Regions from separate parts of the Mus musculus genome. Here all the other regions are linked to region 3. Evidence: chromatin contacts called from public Hi-C and HiChIP or PLAC-seq data. All regions are on one chromosome and are shown on one strand. The core of a region is the stretch at or near the end of the contact, and the rest is flanking DNA. Distances in the headings are between cores, read along the strand shown.

What was found. Hi-C and Micro-C count contacts between places; a contact is called where the count stands out from the background. HiChIP or PLAC-seq counts read pairs in DNA pulled down with a chosen protein or histone mark.
Region 1: a Hi-C map of embryonic stem cells shows a contact between it and region 3, with 2.4 times the contacts expected there. The contact joins two enhancer-like sites. A contact is called at or near these places in 1 of 15 datasets of contacts at CTCF or cohesin (pro-B cells), 6 of 484 Hi-C or Micro-C datasets (B cells, the N1E-115 cell line, brown adipocytes and 2 more), 1 of 115 datasets of contacts at active chromatin or transcription factors (pancreatic cancer cells) and 1 of 9 other capture datasets (embryonic stem cells).
Region 2: a contact with region 3 is called in an H3K27ac HiChIP or PLAC-seq map of trophoblast stem cells, with 2.8 times the contacts expected there. The contact joins two enhancer-like sites. A contact is called at or near these places in 9 of 39 promoter capture datasets (the 3T3-L1 cell line, 3T3-L1-derived adipocytes, the C10 cell line and 4 more), 2 of 15 datasets of contacts at CTCF or cohesin (the NIH/3T3 cell line and large pre-B cells), 11 of 484 Hi-C or Micro-C datasets (the N1E-115 cell line, Sertoli cells, cardiomyocytes and 2 more), 28 of 115 datasets of contacts at active chromatin or transcription factors (the NIH/3T3 cell line, astrocytes, bone marrow-derived dendritic cells and 16 more) and 1 of 9 other capture datasets (liver).
Region 4: a contact with region 3 is called in an H3K27ac HiChIP or PLAC-seq map of regulatory T cells, with 18 times the contacts expected there. The contact joins two enhancer-like sites. A contact is called at or near these places in 3 of 115 datasets of contacts at active chromatin or transcription factors (embryonic stem cells, pancreatic cancer cells and regulatory T cells).

The regions. Positions count from the first base shown.
Region 1 is chr17:87,872,698-87,879,336 of GRCm38.p6, reverse strand. No RefSeq gene overlaps it. Among named protein-coding and RNA genes, the nearest start is that of Gm41649, 75 kb to the right of the region's middle. Within about 2 kb of position 1,671, at least 97 of the 459 cell types and tissues checked have an H3K27ac peak or open chromatin away from gene starts, as enhancers often do. A contact at or near this core is called in the N1E-115 cell line, embryonic stem cells and pancreatic cancer cells, where this site is marked.
Region 2 is chr17:88,599,680-88,606,408 of GRCm38.p6, reverse strand. It overlaps a transcript of Ston1 not described here. Among named protein-coding and RNA genes, the nearest start is that of Gm31704, 22 kb to the left of the region's middle. Within about 2 kb of position 2,513, at least 7 of the 459 cell types and tissues checked have an H3K27ac peak or open chromatin away from gene starts, as enhancers often do. A contact at or near this core is called in liver and trophoblast stem cells, where this site is marked.
Region 3 is chr17:88,254,153-88,260,741 of GRCm38.p6, reverse strand. Gm31615 (a long non-coding RNA gene) reads left to right here. Exons shown (of 7, transcript XR_877113.1): 4 at 6,447-6,589. Among named protein-coding and RNA genes, the nearest start is that of 1700116H05Rik, 50 kb to the left of the region's middle. Within about 2 kb of position 4,476, at least 289 of the 459 cell types and tissues checked have an H3K27ac peak or open chromatin away from gene starts, as enhancers often do. A contact at or near this core is called in the N1E-115 cell line, embryonic stem cells, liver and 3 more, where this site is marked.
Region 4 is chr17:87,945,732-87,951,938 of GRCm38.p6, reverse strand. No RefSeq gene overlaps it. Among named protein-coding and RNA genes, the nearest start is that of Msh6, 26 kb to the left of the region's middle. Within about 2 kb of position 2,763, at least 27 of the 459 cell types and tissues checked have an H3K27ac peak or open chromatin away from gene starts, as enhancers often do. A contact at or near this core is called in pancreatic cancer cells and regulatory T cells, where this site is marked.

The sequences.
Region 1 (6,639 bases), core at 422-2,921, 380 kb after region 3:
GGGCTGGGGTACAGCTCAGCTGGACAGCATTTGCTTTATAAGCAGGAGACTGTGGGTTCAATTCCCACCATCCTAAAAAACAAACACATGGACACTATACAGAGGGAGGGTCCCTGCCAGGGGTCAGGAGCTTTCATGGTCTCTATTCCCAGGTGGGCCTGAATCACCCGTGAGGCACGCAGCTGATCACCATGCTGCTACAAAGGCAGAAGGGTCCAAGGGGAGCCCTGCTGTTCGAGCTATGCAGGTTCTTATCCCCCATGGCATAGCAGAGCTAGACGGGGTGGCTGACCCTCAGCTGGCAGATCGTCAGAAGATGACCCTTTCACAGGGTCACACATCAGATACCCTGCATGTCAGATCATGATCACAGTAGTGGCAAAATTACAGTTATGAAGTAGTAATGAAAATAACTTTATGGTTGGAGGCACTGCAACGTGAGGAACTGTGTTAAAGGGTTGCAGCATTAGGAAGGCTGAGAACCACTGCTCGAGGCAATGACCAGTCTGGATTCCTGCCGTGAGGGTTAGGGCTACATTTACAGGCAGTGTCCTGCCCTCCCAAGCTTGGCTTTAAATATATGCACACATTAGTTATGGGTCAAGAGGTAAAGCCACCTAATAAGCAGCTTATTGTCAGCTCCTCCCCCCAAAACTCAGGACAAATGGCTAACAGCGGTGTCTATTTAACAACCCAGGCTTCCAGGCGCTCTCTGTTCTCACCAAGCTCCTGTTAGAGTCCTGGTATCTCTGCATTTCTCACCACCCCAACCCCATCCTCCATTCCCTACCCCTACTCTCTGCCCTAAACTCTCCCCTCCCCTCCCCTCCCCTCCCCTCCCCTCCCCTCCCCTCCCCTTCCCTAAACTACCCTTCCTCTAGCTTCTCCTTTCTACATAAACCTGCCATTTAGGCCGTGCTTTCTTGGTTCTTCCGCTCTTGGCCATCTTTGCTCTCTTGGGTCTTCTCTTGGTCCTTCTTCCTCATATCTACCATAAGAACCTCTCTACAACAATACCTAGAATGGTCATGCCCTTTCTCATTTACTTATCAGACCCTTTCTCCCACAAAAAAAAAAGAGCTGCAGGTGACATGACAGGCCTCTGCCATGGGTTAGTTTCTGGCTTCCCAAAGGCTATGGCACCAGGAACCTCAGGATGTGATCTTATTTAGAATCAAGGACTCTGTCGATGTAATTAAATAAGACTGTTGTGATGAACACACAACACAGATTAGGTTGTGCCCTAAATCTACGCGAATGTCCCCAGAAGGGACAGGAAAGACACAGTCACAGGAAGGAAAAGCTGCCTGAGGATGGAGAGTTGGCGCCCCCTGTCTGCAAGCCAGGGGGCGTCAGAGAGCGCCGGAGCCAGTGGGAGTTAAGACCCAGGCCGCACAGCTCAGAGCCTCCCTCAGAGCTTCTAGAAAGAATGCGCCCCGAGAACACACCATTGTGGATCTCCCAGAAGTGAAGCGTCAGCGGAAGAGAGAACCTGGGTTCTGAAGACTACACAGGAACTTCTCGAGTTAATTAAAGGCTAGGCCTGCTGCTGTGTGACCCGCGAGAAGGAAGCTAGAGTGGTTTCTTTGCTTGAAGGAAAGTGTCCAGGGCCAGCCAGGCCACACTCCAGGTCCCGGGGGAGCAAGGGCATTGTCTACAGTTGCTGTGTCTCTAATGGGGAAGGTGTGTCTGTCCTGTCGCTAGGAAACAGGCAGCCAGGCCTGCAGGCTCTCAGCCTGGAGCGAAGGCAGATGGTGACAAGATTAAATAGTGCCTTTCATTTCAACATAGGAAATGTTTTCAATTCTCCTTTCTTCACGTCTCTAAAAAAAGGCAAGTGGCGGAAGCGCCCTACTGGAAATTTATTAACAAAAGCCCAGGCAGGCCCCAAAAAAGCAGACTTTTTCTTTTCAAGTATTTCCCCCAGGCAACCGGCAGTCGCGTCGAGGGTGGACGCCCTTGTTTTACACCAGGACTGCCATCCAGCTCCTGAGCTTTGAGTTCTCTCCATCATCTGGGAGGCGCTCCTCCCACCATTCCACAGATGAGATGGACAGGAACAAGTCCCCTCATCCTCGGGGATTCAGACACTACATATGTCACAGATAGTACATATGTTGTGGTTTTTTAAAAAAAATACATACCTATGATAAAGTTTAATGTTTAAGTTAGGCACAGGAAGGTGTAATGTCAGCACCCTGAACGCAAAGCAAAGAGGGTTACCCTGAGTTCCAGGACATCCTGGACTACATAGTGAGTCCTAGGTAGTGAGCCTGGGCTACATAGCAAGACCCTCTCTCAAGAATCAAACACTAAATATATAAACAATAATGAATTCAACACAGATTGATCAGGAACTAGGGTCACTGTAACAATACTGTTGAGTGCAGACCGCACCTGCCCCGCATGATTCTCCCATGGTCTTCGGGCTGTGCCTCGCCCTGAGAGAGTTCATTTTGGAGAAGGTTGGCTCTACCTTGGCGGGCATGTGGCATCACCAGTGTTGAAGGACAGACTGATGGAGGTTTTATCCCTGAGTGTGGAAAGGGTGTCACCCTGTACACTTGTCAAGGTGAACTGGGATTGTAGGAGCATGTGAGTGTGTTAAAATCGCACTCTGGACACACCGGGCTCAGGGATGTCCTGAGGCAGAGCTCCTTTATCTGAAGAGGAATTCTGTCTTACAATACCCCTCCCCCCAACTCACAGTCTGTTAGGTGACCATCCTCTGTGTATCAGGGGACAAAATAGTAGAGAACTCTCCACTGTACCAGGGACTTCCAGTTCAGCTCAGTCCCCACTGTTGCCTGTCTCCTCTGCAGCCAGACTCAGCTCCGAAGCTCCGCCTCTAACCGTGAGTCAGCAGCAGCCAGCCCTACAGTAGCACCCTCCAGCCCTGGTGACCTGCTCTGTCCCCAGGGTCCTGCTCTACCCCAGGTGACCAGCTCTATCTACTCACCTTGCACCTTGCCTCTCCATTGATTTCAGCTTCCCAGTTTTGGTTTCTCAAAACTCTTCACTCCGACTTCTTACAGGAATTCCATAAACATATGTCTGGCTGTCTCTGGAAATATGTTCCCTCTCCTACACCCAGCCACCCCCGCCCTCCACTGTATGTGATGTATGATCTAAGGGTTACTGTTAGTGATAAGAGAAGAATAAAAGAATGTGTGTCGGACCACAAGGGCAAGGACAGTGTGACTACCTGACAGATTGCTGCCAATGAAGCTACTGGATCTTCTGACAACAAATAGAAAGATAAATAGCACTCATGTGTCTGACAGAGCGCGCCCACGATAAATATACTGTAAACAGGGTGCTAGGTGAATGTAATCTCTCTTCATGGTCTCTCAAAATAGCTCATTGTATTATACTTGCCCTCTCTGTTCTTCTGATCATCCCTTGGCCTGGTGAGGCCACGCTGTGTGTACCTGGCCTGGTGTGCCCACACTGTGTGCACTACCCACCCACTTTCCTTTAGCCACCACGTATCAGATCAACCGTTATCATAGTTCAGAGCTTGTGATCACAGGCCATGCTAGCGCCCCAGCTCTCCGCCTCCTCTTCCCTAAACTCCTCCAGCTCACGGGCTTCTCTCCCTAGCTCCTCACCCTCCTTATGACCTGGCTAGGCTCTCTCTGCCTCCCTCCTCCCCACTTCCCCACTCTCCCTCTCTCTCTGTTCCTCCCTCTCTGTGTGCATGCTTCTCTCCTGGCCAGGTCCATCCTGCTGGCCATGTTCAGTCTACTACTTCTTCTCTGCATTCTTCCAGATGCCGCTGGATGCTCCCTCCCTTATGTCTACAATAAAAACCATCCCCTTAACCATACCATGGAAGGGTCATGCCATCCGTTTACACTGGGTAGTTCAACATCAACCATTAACAACCCTGATGTTTGGTGAGGGCACCAACCAGGTTTTTGCTGGAGAGCTGGTGGAAGTAGGTGAAGGAGCCCTTTGTAATGTTGCCAATCCTATCCAAGAGGGGACAGCCTCCCAAAGGTGCACCTTCTAACATCTCACACTGGGGACTAGGTTTCAACATGAGAATTTGTGTGGAGGTTCCTGGCATTGGAAAGTCAGAGGGAGGAGGAAGACCACGTTTGAGGCCAGTGTAGTCTGCACAGAGAGTTCCAGGTCTGCCAGGGATAGATGGCTAATGAGACCCTGTTTCAAAAACCAAAATTACAACAAACAGCAACAACAAACAAATAATTACTGGGGACATAACGCTGCTTTTACTCTGTTGCATGACATAACAGATCTCTGCAGCTCAGCGAGGAGCAGACAGTTTTGTTTTCCTTGCAAATTAGCTCGAGGCAAAGAACTAAGTAGATCCGGGAAAGATTAAACAGATGTCGGGTTAAGATACTAAAACTCAGAATCGGGTGGGTGTTGGTGTCTTCCTTGAACAGGTTATTGGATATAGCTGCAGGCTCCCTCTGGCCTGCCTGCCGGGTTGCTCAGTCCATAGCCTTAGCTGGCCAGGGCAATACTGCTCCTGCCTCCTCTCCAGACTATTGTGTGCTTTTAATACTATGAAGAACAAGGAAACCATTAGCAGTCATTAAGGTTCCTGGAGCCACATACCTAGAGTGAAGATGGATAAATGTGGGGCTGGGAAGGCACAGGACGGGAGACAAAGTGATGCATTGGGCTTTAACCACACCCGATGAGGAGCCTGGAGGGTGAGGACCTGGGCAATGTCCACAGATGAAGCCTTCCTGGCCACAGCTCCCTTGGTTCCTGTAACAGAATTACCATGCATGTCTACAGCTCCATTTCTTCCTAAGCGGTTTCAGAGCCAGAGTATCCCTTGATGCTTGGCTCCATTCTGAGAGGAGATGGAACAGGTGCTCCTGGGCCACGTGTGCATGGAGACTGTCTTAGTTAGGGTTCTACTGCTATGAACAGACACCATGACCACAGCAACTCTTATAAAGGACAGCATTTAATTGGGGCTGGCTTACAGGTTCAGAGGTTCATTCCATTATCATCAAGGCAGGAACATGGTGGCATCCAGGCAGACGTGGGGCTGGAGGAGCTGAGAGTTCCACCTCTTGTTCCAAAGGCAGCTAGCTAAAGGCTGTCTTCCAGACAGCTAAGATGAGAGTATTAAAGCCCATACCCACAGTGACACACCTACTCCAACAGGGAGTAGGGCCACACCTCCTAATAGTGCCACCCCTGGGTCGAGGGCACACAAACCATCACAGAGACAGTGAGACTTCTTCACCTTCACGTCCAGCCTTTGGGAGCAGTGTCAACTCTCCCTTGTCTCTCCTTTCCCAATGCCAGCCAGTTTCTAATTCTGCCCCTGTCTCTGCCTTCTGTGTCTCTCATTCAGAGTGTCCCTCATGCCAGCCCCTGATTCTGCTTTCTAATTCACTGTCGGGATCATTGCTATGCTTGTGGTGGTTCCTAAACAACTTGCCAAAACCAAATGTCAATAACTGACTTATAAATCCCCTGTGGCATGTGGGGTGCTGGACACTGGGAAATAAAGGGGGTAGGAGAGATAACCCATGTCCCACCAGAGCTCTAGGTCTCTGGGCGGGTGGATGCAGGGGACTGCTGCACGTCTGCCCCGAGCCAGAGGGAAAAGGGGCAGGGGGAGAAGGCGCTGGGTAGTTCCCACTCGGGTGAGAGTCTGGCTAGCTCAGGCTGCTAGCTCGGTGGGCAGCTTGGGTTTGGGGCCGTGGCTAGAGTGCAGGAAGGTCTCCCATTGGGAGGTTAGACAAGGCTCTTTAGGGGAAGGCCTATTTCATTGTTCTAACACACATGCACACACATATGCACACACATATGTACACATGTGCATGCATGCATGCACATATCTGCATACACACTTGCACAAGCATGCATACATGTACACAAGCATTCATGCATTCTTACACATGCACATGGACACACACACATCGCACATACATGCACGCACACGTGTGTGCATGCGTGTGCGAGCACACACATATAAAGAGAAGAGGAGTCACATCTATATCGGGCTGAAGGCTGGTCAAAGCAGGCTTCTTCCTGGAAGTTTTTATTTTATTTTTATTTTATTTTTATTTTATTTTATTTTATTTTAGAGAAGCCTTCAATGAGTAGCAATCTCCAGCTGACAGGAAAGGGACCAAGGAAGAGCACTGTGGGCATGTGCACATGACAAGCCCATAGACCTTAGGAGTAACCGGAGTAAACTGGGTGTCACTGGCATAGTTCTGTGACTCATGCTTGGTAGATGGATTCTAGTCTTGCTTTTAACAAAACCTTTAATTATTGATGTTGTTGTATATGGTATATGATGCTATATGACAGCTGAATACCAGAGGACAACTTTGTGAAGTTGGCTCTCAACTTCTATCTTTGGATGGGATCCGGGAAAAGAGCAGACAGAGGAACACTTGGTTGTAAGCACCTTTTCCCTCTGAGCCATCTTACTGGCTTCTGAAAGCTTTTCTATTTTTAGCTTTTTGAAAATAAATTACCCACATTGCTCATATAATCACATACATATCATAGCAAACTACTTATTCATGTGAGTAGAATGCTATATACATAGGTCACCATTAAAATTTTATAGGCATTTAATATTTGCTAATTTCAAGTTAGACATTTTTGTCTCTGAGAGCCAATGCGTTT
Region 2 (6,729 bases), core at 1,264-3,763, 350 kb before region 3:
AGAACATTAAGCTACAGTCAATGTCTATAAGGCTATAAAAGAAATCTGTGAATAGCTTTATGGTAATAAATCTTAGAACTCGGAACACAGGCTGCACAGATGGCTCAGCAGTTAAGGGCAGTTGCTGCTCTTGCAGAGGCCCCAGGTTTGGCTCACTACAGTCTACATAATGCCAGGATCAGTGGATCAGATGACATCTTCTGTTCTTCAAGGTCTTTCGCTTTGCATGCAGGCAAAGCATGCCTACTCACAAACTAAAAATTAATTTATTAAAAAAAAAGAGTAAATCTGAAAACACCTAAGTAGATCATCTTAATAATAATCAAAACTGAATCAAGAAAAAAGGGAAATCAAATTAATTATTAATCACTCCTAATAATTAATTGCCAGTTCAGGACATGGTAACTCATATCCAGAATCCCGTTGCCTGAGAGATGCAGGTAGGAGGATCAGGAGCTCAAAGACAACCTGAGTTATGTACTAGGTTCAAGGTCACTGTAGGACACATGCGACCTTGTATCAGAAAGAGGGGTTGAGGGAGGAAGACAGGCAGAGAGAGAGAGAAACAGAGACAGAGAGAAGCAGAGAGACAGAGACAGAGAGAAGCAGAGAGAGAGAAAGAGACAGAGACACAGAGACGGAGAGACAAAGAGAGAGAAGAGAGAGAGACAGAGAGAACATGAGGGTGTCAAAAATCTGACGCATGTGCTCTGCATAGGTGATCTAAGTGGTTTTACCTTTTTTTGGCGTGGGGGCTTGATTTGGTTTTGATTTTGAACCACACGGTTTTTCTGTGTAAGCCTTGGCTGCCCTGGAACTTTCTCTATAGACCAAACTCATAGAGATCCACCCGCCTTGCTTCCCAAGTGCTGGAATTAAAGGTGTGCACCACTACCACCTGGCATTTTTACCAATTTTTTTAAAAGAACATATAATCTTTATGTCTTATAAATAGCTCAAGAAAAAATATACATATATATGTATATATTTTTATTATATATAAATGAGATAAGCTATCCAACTTATTAATTTAAAACAATTTAAACTAGATACAAAATAATAAGACTTTTTTTTGAGACAAGATTTCACTACATGGCTATGTGGCCTTGGATTTTTTGTAACCTACTTTGTAGACCAGACTGGCCCCAAACTTAGAGATCCTTCAGCCTCTGCCTCCAACGTGCTGGGACTAAAGGTGTCCATGCCCAGCCAAAGGAAATTTTAAAACAATTTCACTTGCAGAAAATCATAAATAAAATATCAGCAAATGATAGGCTACAGAATCAGATATTAAATATCTATGTATGTGTACACATGTTGATACATTTAAAAATACTAACTCATTTTATTTATTATATTATATCAAAAAGGAAATGTGCTCATTTCAAATAATCTGCATAGAAGGCATTTAAAAACATATAAAATAAGTCATTTATACAATTTGCTAGAAAGCATTAAGAATGTAAGGAAGTCTTTAATTTAATAGAGACAATCAAGAAATAGAAGAAAAAGAAAAAGAAAACAACAAAACAAAAAAATAGAGACAATCTACTAACCCATTGACCCACCTTTGTACTTACTGGATCTTTAAAAGAACCCATTGAAGCAGGGTGGTGGGCTACTCACACCTTTAGTCCCAGCACTCGGGAGGCAGAGGCAGGAAGATCACTTAGAGACCAGCCTGATCTACAGAGTGAGTTCTAGCACAACCAGAGCTACACAGAGAAAATGTGTCTCCAAAAATCCAAAGCCAACAACCAAAAAGAAAGAAAGAAAAAAGTGAATACAAGACAGCACAAGACGCCTCCACACCACTGTAGGATGTTATACTTGTGGCTCTACTAAGTTAATACGACAAGGAAGAAACACAGACATCTCAAGGAATACAAGAGGCAAATTATTGTTGGTTTCTGACTACATAGAAATTCACAGAAATATCCAGACTAATAAAGAGATCAGGTAGTATAATGAATAAAAGAATAAAAAATTCTAAACTAGTAATATTTCTATTACCCAGAAAATTAGAAAATACAATGGCAAATAGGATGTTACTGAAAATATGGACGAGATATAAAGGAAATAATGACTATGAAAGTTACATATGACATCTGTAATAGAAATTGCTGTTGGAGATTGGTTTTAATTGTTTGATTCAATCGGGAATCTGTGTCTAAACGCTGACAACCGTCCTTGTCCTCATTTGGTTTTTGATCGGATCAATAAAAATGCCAGGGCTCAACGGCTGGACGAAGGGAAATGGGGCGGGGCCCTTAGAGTTGCGCAGGCTAGGACACAGTGGGTAGGAGTCAGAAGATCGATCGCCCTGATGTGGTGGGAGATGGATTAGAGCTGCAGCCACTCCCCCAATTGAATCTGGGGTAGCACAGGAAGGTTTAGAAATGTCCAGCCTTTGAGATAGCCAAGGCATTTTAAAATTAACGTGTGTGGGTGGGTAGGTGGGTGTGCCGGGGTGTGTCGAGTGTGTGTGAATTCCATTCCTGAATCCAGATCGCTCCTGGGCGACTGCGCATGTGTGATCCGGCAGGCGCCAAAGCAGTGTAGCCCAAACTCACCGCTACAAATCGCTAGTTATCATTCACCTAAATAAAAAGAGATAGGAAAGAGCCAGAGAGATGGCTCAGCTCATAAAGGAGCTTAGCCTGACAGTCCAACCTCTATTTCCGGAACCCTGTAAAGGGAGAAAGAAAGACCCAACTCTACAAGTTACCTTCCAAGCAGCACATTTGTGCTATGACACACAGGACCCCCCAACGCATGCTCGGGACACACACACACACACACACACACACACACACACACACACACAATGGTAAGAATGATAATGAAGATTGTGGTGATAAATCTTTTTTAAGGATATGGGAAGTCTCAAGATCTAATCTTGTTAAGATGTCAGTATAAACCAGGTCTGGAGTGCGAGCCTATAATCCCATCCACCAAGGAGATTTTAAGGCAGGAAGATTACAAATTTTAAGACCTGCATGGGCTACATACAGGCTAAGCTGGGAAACTTAGTGAGACCTGGTCTCAAAATAAACAAAAAGGGCCACGGACAAAACTCAGCTGTAGCTTGTGTGGCGTCTGGGTTCAACTCCCAGAGATGCAGAAAAGTCATCTGTATAAATTAAATGTAGTTATAGTAAAACTCTCAGCAGAAATTTCTGTGTCTGTGTGCACGCAAGTAGACAAAAATTGATTTATATAAGCTAAAAAACAAAGCGGCCAATAAATCCTTTAAATCCATAATAGTAACAGCAATTGTTTTGTACTTTCTGGTATGTCCCGGGCTGTTCTCTTTCTATTGTGTATTATCTCCTCAATAATACTTCGGGTGGAGCTGTTATTTTTATCTTAAGTATGGGAGACAGAGGAAAAAAAAAAAAACTAAGGTTACTCAACTATGAAAACGGAAATACTGATGGGGAAAACTGAACTCAGCTGGGAGATGGCAGTACACACCTTTAGTCCCAGCCCTTGGGAAGCAGAGGCAGGCTGTGAGTTCAAGGCCAGCCTGGTCTACAGAGTGAGTTCCAGGACAGCCAGGGCTACACAGAGGAACCCTGTCTCGAAAAACTAAACAAAACAAAACAAAAAAGATAAAACACGGATAATTGTAGGGTCACAGCTCCCACTAGAGAGCCCAGGCAAAATGTCCAAAGGGTCGCATCCCACCTCTGAGACCAGAAAGAAATCTTTTATTTCTTAAATATAATCAAGATCTCAAATATCAGTCTAATCAGGATAATTCAGGAGGCCCTTGACCATCATATTGCTTTTTCTTCTTCTTCTTCTTCTTCTTCTTCTTCTTCTTCTTCTTCTTCTTCTTCTTCTTCTTCTACTTCTACTTTTTTTTTTTTTTGAGATTCATCTATTTATTGCTTTATGGTGTATGTGTGTGAATATGTGTGTGTGAGCACCAGCACCCACGGAGGCCTGAGGAGGGTGTCAGATCCCTTGGGGCCTGAGTTACAAGTGGTTGTGAGCCACCTATCGTGAGTGCTTCGAACCAAACTCAGGTCCTCTGCAAGAACAGTATTCAGTCTTAGCCCTGGCTGTCCTGGAACTCACAGAGATCTACCTGCCTCTGCCTCCCAAGTGCTGGGATTAAAGGCTTGTGTCACAGCACTTGACCAAAATGTATGTTCAATGAGGTCACCATTATTAGAATCATTACTCTTCCAGAAATCTCTCCCTGAGGAATGGGGGATGTTGGGGGGAGGGAGCCTTATTATGAAATCTGACAAGGTTTTTCAGGGGGTAGAGGCAATGACGACACAGCAGATGTTTTTGAGGACATTTAGGTAGGTACCATAAAGGGAAAGAATAAAGTGACCTCCAGTTCCTGCCTCCCCGAGACAGAGGGCAGTGCTATGGGATTTGAACTTAAGATTCACACCAAATATCCCCCAATGTGCATTAAATTAGCCAACTTTGCCAATGCATGAGGTCACCCATGGAGCCAGGTTTTCATTGTCATGTTTACACAGAACTAAGCATCAACACACAACCAGGTTTTCTACCTATCCCACTGGCATGGCGGCAAAGAGCAGCACACACCCCGGCAGACAGCTCCAATCTGCCTGGCCTGCTTCAAAATGCCAGCCCTGCACCCCAGCTACTCCAGTCCCATGGGTTCCAGGAACTCCAGTCAGGCTGGAGAGCTCCCAGAGATTTCTGGGTACATCTTATGGGGTAAAGTTGTTTCACAATTGTAAGTGTGGAACAATTCTCAACAACTTCCTAGGAAAAGGGTCAGTGGGGGAAAATAAAAAAAAGGATTTGGAAGGTGGAGGCATTTTATAAGCAATCAAAATATTTGACTCTACTAAAGCAAGGAAACTTTTCTAAAATAATATTGATAATAATAATATTGTTCAGGAATAGTAGAGATTGAAGTGTGTAGACTCTCATCGCTGACCTAAATTTGAGATTTGCCTCCCACACTTAGCACCTGTACAGCCCTGGGCAAGTTCCCCTCTAATCCTGGTTTCTGAATCCCACAATGAAAATAATAATAGTTCTTACCTCAAAGACTTTTAAAACGAAATACTCCATGTGAGTGTTTAATACTTGGTGAATGTTAGCTATCATTACTGTCAAAAGCTGAGGAACCTGGGCCAACAGGAAGAAAAGCAAGAGCAACTATAATCCCCGAGACCGTTTCAAAGCATAGCATTTCAATTGTCACGGGTGTATTTTCAGAGTGAAAGGATAGTGCTTTCTAATTCATAACTTGCTATTTAAATTCACCCCTGCTCTCTGAGCATCTCCCGTATAATTCAGTATCCTGTACAGGGTAGCATTTAAAGGCCACGTACCATTCCTCTGGGTGAGTTTACTTTGAACAACCCTTTCCTTCTTGCCTTTTGATGGAGGTCACAGACCTTATCTATTTCTAACCCATTTGACACAGCCAGAAGGTGACTGACTCTCTCCTGGCTGTGTGGAGATGTGACTCCACCTCACTATCCAACCTGTTCAATCCTGAGGTCAGGGGCCTTCTGTGGTCTTCTGATATCTCCAGCTTCCTGTGTAGCCCACGCTAAGCTCACCTTTGCTGCTGGATGCGTGGCGGACTACTCTATTTAACTAGATCCATCCATGATGGGCGCAGAAGGGAACATTGCCAGGTAGGCAGGGTTTTCCAAACAGTATAAAGTTGGCTTCCAGGGCTTTAAACTCACGATTAGAAACGATTAGAAACTCTCCGTAACAGGAAGAGACTGGAGATTCTTATCAGGGTGCATTGTTTGTTTAGGGAATGAGGGCAAACAAGTTCAACACTTGAGGGCTTGCATTCAAATCAAGGATATCCCAACACTTTATGATGTTACAAGACCACTGACAAAACCTTAACTGACTGATACAAACATGGGACTGTCAAACTGGGCAGACGTGACGCATCCTGTTTAAAACAAGCTCCCCCATTTTCAATGAATTCAGTTTTTACAATCCTTTTGTTGTTGTTGTTGTTGTTGTTGTTGTTGTTGTACTTAGTCTTTCACAGTGCCTACATATAGAAAATATACTTTGATCATGCCCCTCCTCGTCCTCGGACCCCTTCTCCTCCCTCTGCTATTCTTCCCAAGTATACCTCTATAGGGGTGTGTGTGTGTGTGTGTATGTGGTATGGTGTGTGTGTGTGTGTGTGTGTGTGTGGTGTGGTATGTATGTGGGGTGTGTGTGTGTGTGTGTGTGTGTGGTGTGGTATGTGTGTGTGTGTGGTGTGTGTGTGTGTTCCATTGCACTTTATCACAATTGCTTGTTTTAGCATGGGTAGGGGGTGCCTTTAGTCAACCTACCGATAACTGCACCACTGAGGAAAATCCCCTAGAGATCACTGATCATCCAAAGCTTGTCAGGGAAGAACAGAGACTCAGGAGCCTCTCCCTGATCCTCAGTGGGCCCAGTTTTGTGCAGGTAGCCTTACTGCCGCTGAGTTCATGTAAGTGTTCTTAGCACACCTCCCATCCTTCAGTTCTTCGTTTCTATCTGCCCTGTCTTCTGCTGAGCCCCTAAGTCAGGGAGTGAGTGATGCAGATGTCTCAAGGACAGCCACATATCCTCAGTGTACTAAAAGCAGTAATAGTCTCCAAAGTTTCTTTTAAATCTTTATTTATACCCTGACTTGCCTCAAAGCGTCGTTTGCAGCGTGTGCTATGATCCCAATGTTGTTTGTACAGAGAAGAGTAGTAGCTCAAGCTCAGATCA
Region 3 (6,589 bases), core at 3,227-5,726:
GAACATTCGTCTAATTGTTCCATTCACTGGGGCCTAGCATCCCACTGCAAACATGGCAGGAAGGAGGCCATATTCACCCATTCTATATACATCACCAAACACTGTAGAACACACCAATTCACAACAAAGACTCTACATGCACACAGAGAAAAACTCGGAGGCCTGTCCCACCCAGACCAGCCTCAGAAACGTGGACGCTCTGCGAGACGCCGTTCACCCGGCTCCCATGCTCCACACCTTCCAGCCTCATCAGCAACCACAGCTGTTTTGTTTTGTTTATTTTTTTTTCTAACTCATATTTCCAAAACTCAAGTGGAAAGCATCCCCATTGTGCCTGATCTCTGGCTGAGCAGGGACAGTGCCCAGATTGCTCCCAAGAGGATCCTGGCATGTTCAGAAGGAAGAATCTTTGAAAGCTGGATGCTGGGCAAACCGAAAGAGCCAAGAAGCTTTCTCCCTTCAGTGGACATTTGGGCCATTTTATTCATTTGTTTCACAATAAATATGCATAATTTTAGTAAGCAAAGGAGCTAATTGGTTTTTTTTTTTAAGTTAAAAAACATACATATTAGGATAAACAGAGACACTCAGCCCTTGTGAGTGACTGCCTTTGCAGTGGGCCTGAGTTCCATTCCCAGCACCCACCTTAGGGGACCCACAGCAAGCTCTGGGGGATCTGAAACCACCAACCACCAGCCTCTACCAGCACCATCACCCATGCACATACCCACACATAGATACAGATGATACATAACTTTAAATAAAACCAAACCTTTCATTAAAAAAAAAAATACATGTGATTGGGAGACGGAACCTGGTAACAGAACACCTGCCTACTATGTAAAAGGTTTCTTGTCCATCAACCATGATGGATGGATGGGTGGGTGGAGGGATGGATGGATGGATGGATGGGTGGATGGATGGAGGGATGTGTGAGTGAATGGATTTAAGATACAAACATCTAGAGTTCTATTTCAGTATTCACTCTCTCTCTGTCTCCCTCTGTTTTTCTTTTTCTTTTCTTTTTTTTTTATTTTTATTTTTTGAGACAGGGTTTCTCTGTGCAGTCCTGGCTGTCCTGAAACTCACTTTGTAGACCAGGCTGGCCTCGAACTCAGAAATCTGCCTGCCTCTGCCTTCCAAGTGATGGGATTAAAGGGGTGCGCCACTACTGCCTGGCTCTCTCTGTTTTTCAAGACATGGTTTCTTGTGTATCCCTGGCCTCCTGGAACTTGCTCTGGAGACCAGGCTGGTCTCTTCTATCTTCAGGATGCTGGGATTAGAGGCGTGTGCTTCCACCACCCGGCTTGGCAAACAGAAAGAACGCGCTGAGAAAGGAAGGGCAACTGGTTTTCATTCTAACTCAGACAGTGGCTCTGTCTTTTCTGCATTGGCGGAGGTTCAACCTCACTCTCTTATTTAATTGGCTAGTCTGAAGAGAATTGGTGCACCAGAAATGAAGGGAGGCAAACCCTCCTGCTCCAAGGAGGGTCACTCCTCCAGGCCATCAAATTCCTAAAACAGAGCAGCAGCAGCAGCGGGCCTTTGTGTAAACAAAGGTTTTATTGGAAAGAGAGAATTAAGGTAGCTAGGCAGTGGTGGTACACACCTTTAATCCCAGCACTTGGGAGGCAGAGGCAGGCGGATTTCTGAGTTCGAGGCCAGCCTGGTCTACAAAGTGAGTTCCAGGACAGCCAGGACTACACAGAGAAACCCTGTCTCCAAAAACAAACGAACAAAAACAAAAAACAAAAAACAAAAAAAAAAAAAAAAAAAAAAGAAAAGAAAAGAAAAGTAGCTAATACAGAGATGCGTGTTAATTTTTTCTTTGTACAGCTACAGAATGGAACATGGGAAAGGTGACCCTACCCTGACCACCCATGAGATAAACTGCTCACTCCTCGGGTTCTGGTGCTTTCTTTGTGCAATATCCATCTTCCCAAGGCTTCAAGAACACAGGGTGTTCTTCAAACACACAATGTGATCTCATGGTGGGTCATGTTAATCCTGCTGGTTGAGGAGAGTACTGCCGCTGCTGCATCCTGAGGTATTTCCTGTCCCGTACCTTCAGCACATCGGTGCAGCTGAGTCAAACAAACTCCGCAGAGCTTGTTAATCGCCCATTACCAGCAGCGGCCGGCTTTTCCGGAAGTGTCTGTCCTTGGGCGAGGGAGGGGCTACAGATGAGAGGCTTTTTAGTTTCGGGGGTCTCTTAGGCACAGTGATTAAAACTTAGACCATAACTTTGGCTCTCAAAGTCACTCGTATGTCTGCTTTTCCCATGCTGAGTCACAGGCTCCACCCTGCTCTGAGGTCACCCTGGCTGACACCTATGTGAGCTATCTTCAAAATACTTGGCCCACTTCTGTCACTACAGTTTTACAAACCTCCGGTAGGAATTTCCGGGATTGTGTTACTGGTCTAGATTTTGAAGTAGCTTTCAGAGTATGTTGTTTACATTGTCTCTTAACATCCAACAACTCTGTCAGAAGAAATTTTGAAGGAAAAAAAAATCCAAAGATTCTTGGAAACTTCAAAGTCTGGTGGTGAAAAATAAAAAACTAGAAAGCAAACTAACAGGCTGGTGAGATGGCTCAGCGGGTAAGAGCACTGACTGCTCTTCCAAAGGTCCCGAGTTCAAATCCTAGCAACCACATGGTGGCTCACAACCATCCATAATGAGATCTGATGCCCTCTTCTGGGGTGTCTGAAGACAGCTACAGTGTACTTACATATAACAATAAATAAAATCTTTAAAAAACAAACAACAGCCAGTCCCAGCACTCGGGAGGCAGTGGCAGGTGGATTTCTGAGTTCGAGGCCAGCCTGGTCTACAAAGTGAGTTCCAGGACAGCCAGGGCTATGTAGGTTCTCGAAAAAACCAAAAAAAAAAAAAAAAAAGAAAGAAAAAAAAAGAAAGAAAGCAAACTAACTTTTCAATAGGGCACAGGACAGTGTATGTGTGTGGTGGGTAGCATTTGTGTACCTGTCTGTAAGATTGAAGAGATACAAAGTGACCCCCGGGAAAGTGATCTCTACCGTAGAGACCTCCCACCCACTCATTGCAAACTAAGGGTCTTTCTTTTTGTTAGGTTAGTTTGTTTGTTTTTTGTTGTTGTTGTTTTTGTTGTTGTTTTTGGAACACTTACCAGCGCAACACTGGGTATAGGAAGGGTGTAAGGAGGCCCAGTTACCCTGCCAGGACTAGGGAACACTAAGGAGAACTCTGGTACCTGAGCTCAGGCTGCAGAGAAGTGGATGCTGCCCTGCTCTGGTTATGACACAGCTGACCCGCACACAGACTGGCTGGGAACACTGGAGAGATCTGATTGGAACCAACCACCCTGCTAGGGGAAACCTACTGGGATTGCCTACAGCAAGAACACTGCCCTTCCTCCTGCTGCCTGGAGTCTCCCTCTAGTGCCCAGATTGGCAGTTTTTCAGTTAACAGCTTAATAATTAGCTCACCAAACACTCGTGCAATCACACACTAATATGATCTGTCCTGTTCGCTGGGATACCTCAGTGCTTAGTTTCCTGGTATAAAACACAAACGGAAAACATTTGTTGATGAAGGTGGAGCTTACACTAGCTGTTTTCCAGTCTGCATTCAAAGGCAAGAAGAGTCCAAAATAACCTCGGTTGTCCTGCCAAAATTTAAGCTCATTCCTGGCTCTATTTATATTTCTCCCAGTTGGCTCTTGGCGGGGCTGTAGGAGGCAGCATAGATAGCCTAGGGCTTCGGAGAAAAATGCAGGTCCAGTGTAAAATCCCAGCCCCTCTAAGAGTTGAGATTCTCGGGCAAATTACTCAGTACCAAAGGCTTGCTTCCCTCATCTGCAAAATGCAGGTGATGATGCTGTGGGGCTTAAATAAGGCAGTCCTGCGGGGGCATGTGTTCCTCAAGGGCTCCCGCCCCACACCCCAGAGGGGTGGGCCCGTGAGTAGCTTGCCCGGATTTCCTGATCGCTGACCATGGTCCAAGCGGGAGGGCCATGGATTCGCCCATGGCTTCTAGGCAGGCCAAAGATTGTAGCACCTCAGTAGGCTAGGCATGGCACCAGGCAGACAGCTAGAGCCCAAGCTCGGCAGCCCAGGACGGCCCTAAGAATTGCGAGGGAGTTTCCTAACAACCCTATTTCAAATTTCCTAATAGTGGAGTTTCAAAGCCAGCTACCTCCTGCCCAGCACAAACGAGGGTGTGGTTGTGTTCACATTCACACTGAAACAAAAGAAAACTAGCAGAGCACCCCCACCCCCCACCCCTACCCCCTGGGCCTCGCTCAGCTCCGGACATTTTCCCAGGCACCCGGTGCAGCCGAGCTACGGGCACGCCCTACGGCCGCTGCACTTTCCAGAGCCAGGGTGCAGCCTCCCCCAAGGTCGGATCCCAAGGGGCTCCAAGGACCCGGCCCCCGGGTGAGCTGGCCGGTTTGCCTTGCCGAGCTAAGTCCGACCCGCAGTTGCAGCCAGATACTGGCCCAAGGCCTGTGGCTGGGCTCAAAATCGTCCTCTCCCGGGCTGGAATCCTGGGAATGTCGCTGCGGGGAAGCATCTGGCTGGCCTCCGGGCGGCAGGAGGGGGTCAAACCTTTTTCGGGTGATTTTGCACAAAATTCTCCCTACACCAAGGGCTGCGGTCCTGGGAAGTGGAAGCCCAAGGAATGACAAGAGAGCTGCTCGCTCCTTCTCCAGGTCGCCTTCGTCATGTCTAACTCCCGATACGCTGCCGGCGAAGCAGACAAAATGCCTTTTCCCCGTTCCGAAGACCCCTTCTTTGTGTCTATGGAAGTTCCTTCCTCGGTTGCGAACCATCTATGCCACCCGAGCGGGTCTTTCCAGCTGGATTGTCGCCACCTCGTGGCTACCTTGGTCCTTCGTCCCCCTAAGCCCTTTGCTCTCTTTGGTCTCAAGCCTATTTTTCTTTTCTTTCTACAACCAGCTATGGACTGAAACTTTATAATCCTGTTCTCTGGGCTTAGGATGTGAGCTGGGATACCTCTGTCCCCTTCTTTCTGTTACACCGCTCGCCTTCTTAAAGAGAAACGAAGCAGGTGCTAGTTGGAGGGCAGGAGTCACCGGGTTGGCAAGCCTGTGGGGGCTCGGTGTGAGGCGCCAGTCCTCTCTCTACCAATTTCCCATGAGACAAACTGATGATTAAGAAGACAAACGCACTCTGTCTTGTTCCTACTGGTTAGTGATGCTATTACACTCGATGAGTATTATTAAAGGACCCCTGTCATTAGAGACTCCCTGTTATTATTGTTATTATTATTTAGCATTTATAATGTATTCCTTATTTTCAAAACACACTATTATCTCCCTGGACTTTCCAAACACAACTGAGCGGCAGGCAGGTGACAACTTCATAAAATAGGGAAACTGAGGCACTGTAATTAGTACAGAGTTATTGGATTAATGAGTCAACAGTAGTCATTTCTCCCCAGAAGATTACTGCCTTACTCTGAACTCATGGATTCCAGTAAATGGTGATCCTGGTTTGGGAAGCTAGTTTCTCACACTCACTTTTATGACCCACTTGTAATCACGTTAGAAACCCAGTCAGGGAAGTCTTCGCACTTATGAGTCATTACTTCAAACTCATTACTGGGCACCTGGGCCACCTTAATTGTATTTTATTTTACAAGTCGAATTATTGTGATTATTGTTACTTAGTATAATAAGTATTTATTGTATTCTGCTAAAATGTATATAATGAATCTCTGTTTTTAAAAAGTAGTAACATTAGTAAGATGGATATATTTTGATCTAGAGAACAAATAGCTCTCTTTCTTTCTTTCTTTCTTTCTTTCTTTCTTTCTTTCTTTCTTTTTCTTTCTTTCTTTGTTTGGATTTTCGGGACAGGGTTTCTCTGTGTAGCCCAGGCTGTCCTGGAACTCATTCTGTAGACCAGGCTGGCCTCAAACTCAGAAATCCATCTGCCTCTGCCTTCCAAGTGCTGGGATTAAAGGCGTGTGCCACCACCACCGGGCAACAAATAGTTTTCAAGATAATCACTCTTATTGTTTGTTACCACAGGCATTCAGGAAAAATTAACTATATTATATATGTGTAGATATTTGGTTGTTTCAAGACAGAGTTTCAGGCCCTTTGCTGTCCTGGAATTCACTTTGTAGACCAGGTTAGCCTTTTGAACTCAGAGATCTGCCTGCCTCTGTCTTCTGAGTGCTGGGATTAAAGCACCTAACTTTGATTATATGATTTTAATGCTGAAGCCTATCAGCCTTTCAGAGACAAGAAAGTTCCCAAGCTTTGCTTCTAGTTTTAAGAAATCTCCAGTCTTAGCCGAGAGTGACTCAGTCCTAGTACTTCGTAGCCGAATCCCTTTCATAACTGAGTTTCCACTCCCAAGGCAGTAACAACATATGGTCATTTCCAATGTTGTATCAATATACGAAGATTTCTACCAATGTTCTATCTTCACAGAAAGGAGCTGTGTCGAGCACTCCGTCTCCTTCCTTCTGGATGAAAGAGATCTGGCATCCTGGAAGTCTCCAGTGCACAGCTTCGGCCTGTGTGGTTTGGAGAGTTGGGAAGTTTATCCGTCCATCCTGCTGCTTGGATGCCAG
Region 4 (6,207 bases), core at 1,514-4,013, 310 kb after region 3:
TCCAGGCTTGTTTAAAGCCCCATCTTTAAACAAGCATTTTCTCAGATGAGGCTCCTCCTTCTCAGATGACTCTAACTTGTGTCACGTTGATATAAAGCCCAGTCCAGATCCCCCACTTGCCCCACAGCCTGAAGTGAAAAAAACAAGGCTTCTGGTCAAAACCCAGCTTCATTAGGAGAGCTGGTCTCTGCAGACAGTGTGGCCGCTGTCTTGACAGACCCTTCATTCGGCCCCACAACACAAAGGGAATTTCTCTCTGTATAGGTTTGAGGGTGAGGCAGCACATCCCATATCATGTAACCTAGCCTATGTGCTAGTAGTCTCAGAGAAAGGCACTATAGAAGAGTAACGTTGGAGCTGGAGGGGTTGTGCAGTGGTTAAGAGCACTGGCTTTTCTCTACGAGAATACTTAGTTCAATTCCCAGCACCTACACGGTGGCAACTCAGAGTCATCTGTCTACCCAGGGGCTCCAATGGCTCCTTCGGGTTTTGTAAAGACTAAAGTTACAGGGCTCCAACAGTCACCAGCAGTTGTTGCTCTTGCAGGGAACCCTTCATTGAGCAGCTCTCATTGTGAGAATTTGATACTTTGATAACCACCGGTAATCTCAGTCGCCAAAGATCCAATGCCCTCCTATTCTGACGTATCATGGTATTTATACATACACAGTACACATAGACACCTACACAAATAAAAATACATCTTCAAATAGAGAAAACTTATAATTCAAGTTTGTCTTGGGCTTGCAGCTCCAAGAGGGAAACTTGGCCCTAGCACAGTTGGGTTGCCAGGTTTCTGTGAGAGCCATCAGGGTGGAGGGGCTTGACTTCTGGGGGGGGGGGAGAAAGCAGCTAGTGGGTCTGTAAGGATGGTGGGGAGAGCTCTGTAAAGTCACCCAAGTGACTTTATAAGTGACTGGCCTCTGTAGTTCTGAAGAGCGAGCCGGCAGGTAAGTCTCCTCAGGCCTGCGGGGGGAGATAAGACATGTTTCTTTACCTCTCTTTGTGATTTGTCTCCTCAGCGGCCTCCCAAGGCAGACTCAGGTGGGCCGTGCTTGTAGCTGTTGGGGTTCAAAATGAAGTATCCTAAGATATAGCACCTGTGGGCATTTCTGAGTACAATCACCTATCTCTTAACAGTAGGAATGTATCCTGAGAATGTACTGTCAGGCTGTCTGATCTGAGTGCATCTCATATCCCAGGTGTCCTGCCCCATGCCTAAAGAGAAAGGCTGTCATATATGGACGCAGAATAACAGGCATGCCAGATCCCTCAGTCTACAGCGGAGCATGGAGGGACATACTTGTATAGTCCCAGCACTGGGGGTAGGGTGGGGTGGGGTTGGGCAGAGGATCGGTCAAGACCATCCTCAGCAAAGGTTTTGTTTTGTTTTGTTTTGTTTTGTTTGTTGTTGTTTTTAAACAGATCTTGCCTGAGTTTATTTGTAAAAGCAGCATAGGACACTGGTCATTTGCAAATAGTGTGTGGGTAGGTGTGTCACAGCAGTCCATCTGTCTTCACACTGGCAGAAGCCTTTTCTCTGGGGCCTTCACAGGGGCCTGGGCACCTTTGGGGGCCTGGGCTGGAGCTGAAGCCTGGGTCTTAGCTGGAGCGTTGGCCTGTGCCTTGGTTTGAACCTTGGGCTTTGGTTGGCAGCGCTTACGACCCTTGGCCATGTAGCTTCGAATCTGCTTCCCAAGCTTGGGGTGAGCGATGAAAGCCCTGGCGATGGCTGAGTTTGCGGCTGGGGCCCTTTGGCATCTTGGGCTTGATGGCCTGAGGCTTCACGAGGGCCTTGTTGGCCTCTGCGCGCGCACTCACTGCCTTTGCATTGTTGGCCTGCATCTTCTCCAGGCCTTTCTGTTGTGCTTCTTGGCAATGCGCATGTTCCTCAGGAACTTGGGGTCAACCCCCTCAAGAGATTCGTATCTTTGCGACCGGGGTTTCTTGATGTCATTTCTGTGCCAGTTGCGGGACTGGTTGTGTGTGCCGTGGTTCTTAGACTTGGCCACGTCTGCACGGTAACCCGCGGCTCCCGCAGCGCCTGAGACCGGAAGACCTCAGCAAAGTTTTAAGTTGGAGGTTTCCATGGTTACACAGAGACACATAGCCTCAAGAAACAAGCAGGCAGTTCCAAACCAAACCAACCTGACCAACCAACTCACCCACTCTTTCCCAGGCTTTCAGTGTTGTTGTTGTTTGTTTTTCATACTGTTTAGAACATTCACTTTTTTAAAAATTAGATTCTTCCTTCCTTCCTGTTTGTTTGTTTGTTTCTAGACAGGGTTTCTCTGTGTAGCCCTGGCTGTCCTGGAACTCACTCTGTAGACCAGGCTGTCCTCAAACTCAGAAATCCGCCTGCCTCTGCCTCCCGAGTGCTGGGATTAAAGGCGTGCGCCACCACTGCCCAGTTTATTTACATTTCACATATCATCCCCTTTCTTGGTTTCCCCCTCCAAAAACTCCCTATCCCTTACCCCCTGCTCACCAACCCACCCACTCCCGCTTCCTGGCCCTGGCATTCCCCTACACTGGGGCATCGAGCCTTCACAGGACCAAGGACCAGGCTTGCATCCTTACTGCTCCTGAATTACCTAAGGCTAGTGATATGAGTTTACGATGTTTGCCTCTTGTTGTCTAGCCGAGACTTTGGAAAAGCACCATGTGGCTCGAAACCCGCCTCATTTACTGGCTTCCTTCCTCACAACCACTCTTGGTCTGCAAGAGCCCTAGCCAGGTTAAGCAGGCTGCAGCTGCAAGGCTCCGTGCAGCCACCAGGGGTCAGCCTTCGCCAGGCCGTGAACCCAGAGACTCGGTTCGTCTAAAGCTCCACTTGGCTCTTTCAGTTTGGGCTCCTGGGACCCCATCCTACTGAAATAGCCAGCACCCCTATATTTTCCTGGTCCCAGAGAGAAATGTGAGATCAAACTCGGGGTATAGAAGTAAGGCTGTCAAATAAACCTCAGGGACACAGTTACATCTGAATTCTCTATCTCCCCTCACTTCTGTTATACACACATGCATACAAAATAAAATAAAAAATACATATTTGTTTAGGTTGTTTGTTTTTGTTTTGTTTTTAAGACAGGTTCTCACTATGTAGCCTTGGCTGACGTAGAGCCCATTCTATAGGCCAGGCTGACTTTAAAGTCACAGAGGTCTGTCTGCCTCTGCCTCCCAAGGGCTGGGGTTAAAGGTGTATACAATCATACCTAGCTACAATAAACTAAAAACAAATAGCAATGTTTATAACCTACAATTTCAAACTTCTGGCCTCCAAACCCTCAAGTTGCGGCCTTCAGTCTGAGTAAATCTCATCAAGTCCTCACTGAGATAACCATCATAGGTCATGCTTTTCTCTCTGGCCTCCAGCTGCTCATGAGGCCTAGGCAGGTCTGACGGGCCTCGTCAGTGGGAACAAGCTGAATGCTGTGTTCAGTATTGCCTTGTGTCGGTTTTGAAACAGCCCCCGAGAAGCCGCTTTTGTCCTGACTTCTCGTGTGAGCCCACAGGTGACTGAAGGCAGGACGCCATCTCTGCGTGTGTCTCCATCCCCTTTACTTTCGCAGAGGACACTGAAGTTGCTCCGAAACCTGCAGTCATCCTGGCTCCCAGGAGAAGTAGAAGCTCAGTGCGCAGACCCCTCCTCCAGAGGACGCGGGGGTAGCCATCACCCGAGAACTGACCTGTCCCCTCAGATAAGACCTTCTGACCACTTTTGCAGAACTCAGACTGAAAGGGTGGCAGGCAGGGCCACACCTCGATCAAGACTCCTGACCTTGGTAGATCCATTTTTTGTGAGTTTGAAGCCAGACTGATCTAGATAGCAGATTCTAGGCCAGCCAGGTCTGCGCACTGCTGCACCTTGACCCTTGCCAGAATCCATCCTCTGTTTAAACCTAAATGATTTGCTGGTAGGGGCATTTACCATCAGCCAGATGACCCACATGGTGGAAGGAGGTGATTCCTCCAAGTTGTCCTCTGACATCCCTTCATACACATTCACTCTTTGTGTGTATGTTGTATATGGATGTGTGGGTCACTGTTCTTTTTCTTGGGCTGTTTCTTTGTCTCCTAATGTGGCCACATTGAAAAAAAGTCTCGCATGGTGGTACACTCTTGATCCTACCACTTGAGAGGTAGAGGCAGGTTGATATTTTGTAACTTTGAAGACAGCTTGATCTAGATAGTGAATTCTAGGCCAACCAGAGCTACATAGTAACACTCTGCAGAGAGAGAGAGAGAGAGAGAGAGAGAGAGAGAGAGAGAGAGAAACGAAAGGAAAACAAAGACGATAAACCTCTTTTGTCTGTTTTCTCTACCATGTTCCTTTAATTGATATGATGGATGGAGGATCCATCCTAGCCTTCTGGGGCTGCCAGAGCCCAAGCTCCTGAAGCTCCAATCGCAAACTGTAAAAAATGTACTCATCAGTAAGTTTTCGCTAGATTTACAGAACCTAATATATATCTAATGGTCTTCAATAAGACCAGAAAATGGGCTGAGCGTGTTGGAGTGTTGTTCTTTAATTAGAAGTAGAATAATGTTTAACTCGAAGGGAAATAAATGATGTGTTTGTTTAAGGAACTAGAGTGGCTTGGGCAACAAAGGTCAGCTGTCCTCTCAGGATATTCTTGTGGAAAAGAAAAGATGTATACTGTGGAGGGTGTAGACTCCACACAGCAACTCTCCTTTCTGTCTGCTTCCAGGTTCCCCCTTTCTCTCCCAATAAAAGCTCTCTCTGTCTCTGGGTCCCCCAACATAGTTTTGTAAGTGATAGCACTGTGTGGTAGTTTGAATAAGAATAACCCTTGTAGGTTCATGTGTTGATCAATTCAGTCGGTAACACTTAGTCACCAGGGAGGGTTACTATTTGAAAGGATTAGAAGGGTTAGTAGGTGTGGCCTTGTTGGAGGAAGTATGTCACTGGAGTTGGTTTTTTTGTTTTGTTTTGTTTTGTTTTTTTTTTTTGTTTTTTGTTTTGAGGTTTCAAAAACCCAAGCCAGCCCTGGTCTCTCTCTCTCTCTCTGCCTTCACATCAGGATGTGGCTCAGTATACTGCTTCCACACCTGCCTGCATCATGCCACAATGATAATGGACTGAACCTCTGAAACTGTAAGCCGGCTCTAATTAAATGTTGTCCTTATAAGAATTGCTGTGGTCGGGGCTGGAGAGATGGCTCAGTAGTTAAGAGCACTGACTACTCTTCTGGAGGTCCTGAGTTCAAATCCCAGCAACCATATGGTAGCTCACAACCATCTGTAATGAAATCGGATGCCCTCTTCTGGTGTGTCTGAAAACAGCTACAGTGTACTTACATATAATAAATAAATAAAAATTAAAAAAAAAAAGAAAGGCCGGGCGTGGTGGCGCACGCCTTTAATCCCAGCATTTGGGAGGCAGAGGCAGGTGAATTTCTGAGTTCAAGGCCAGCCTGGTCTACAGAGTACTAGGACAGCCAGGGCTACACAGAGAAACCCTGTCTCGGAAAAAAAAAAAAAAAAAAAAAAAGAATTGCTGTGGTCATGGTGTCTCTTCACAGCAGTAGAATACCTACGAAGAGACTCCATCTTTGGTTTGTTGGTTTTCAAATAAATCTGTCTCCTTGCTCTAACGACTTATCCCTTCCAGGAACAATTTCCAGGTCTCAGCAACTGCTAGCTCAGATCAGGCAAGTTTAATAAACTAGAGACACTTCGTTATTGCTCTGGGAAAGTAGAGCTTATTGATTATCTCCAGGAGTGTACAGCTCAATTCCGGGTCCTTGAGAGCAGACAACAAAGCATCAAAAAGTAGGCGTTGAAATGCAGATCTGGCATCCCAATACTAGGAAGGCAGGGGAATCGCTGGTCAGCTTAGGTTACATGAAACCCCGTGAAAAACAAACAAACAAACAAACAAGCCTCTTTTTCTCTACTTGAAAATTTCATAGTTTCTTTTGTTCTTCCTATTAATGACTAATGTTTAGACTAAAGGTGGACCGACCCCAAGTCCATTTCCACCTAACCGATGGAAAAAGTGAAAAAGGAAACACCCAAAGATAGCATGGCGTCCAGCTGCCAGCAGAATCTACAGTAGGGGACATTACTGCTATTGAGTTTTTGTGTGATGAAATTCTGCTCCATGAATATTTTCTGTGCAGGAGTCATCTCAGCTAAGGTGATGGGAACAAGTAGAGAACCTGAAAATTTAAAAGCACTTACAGG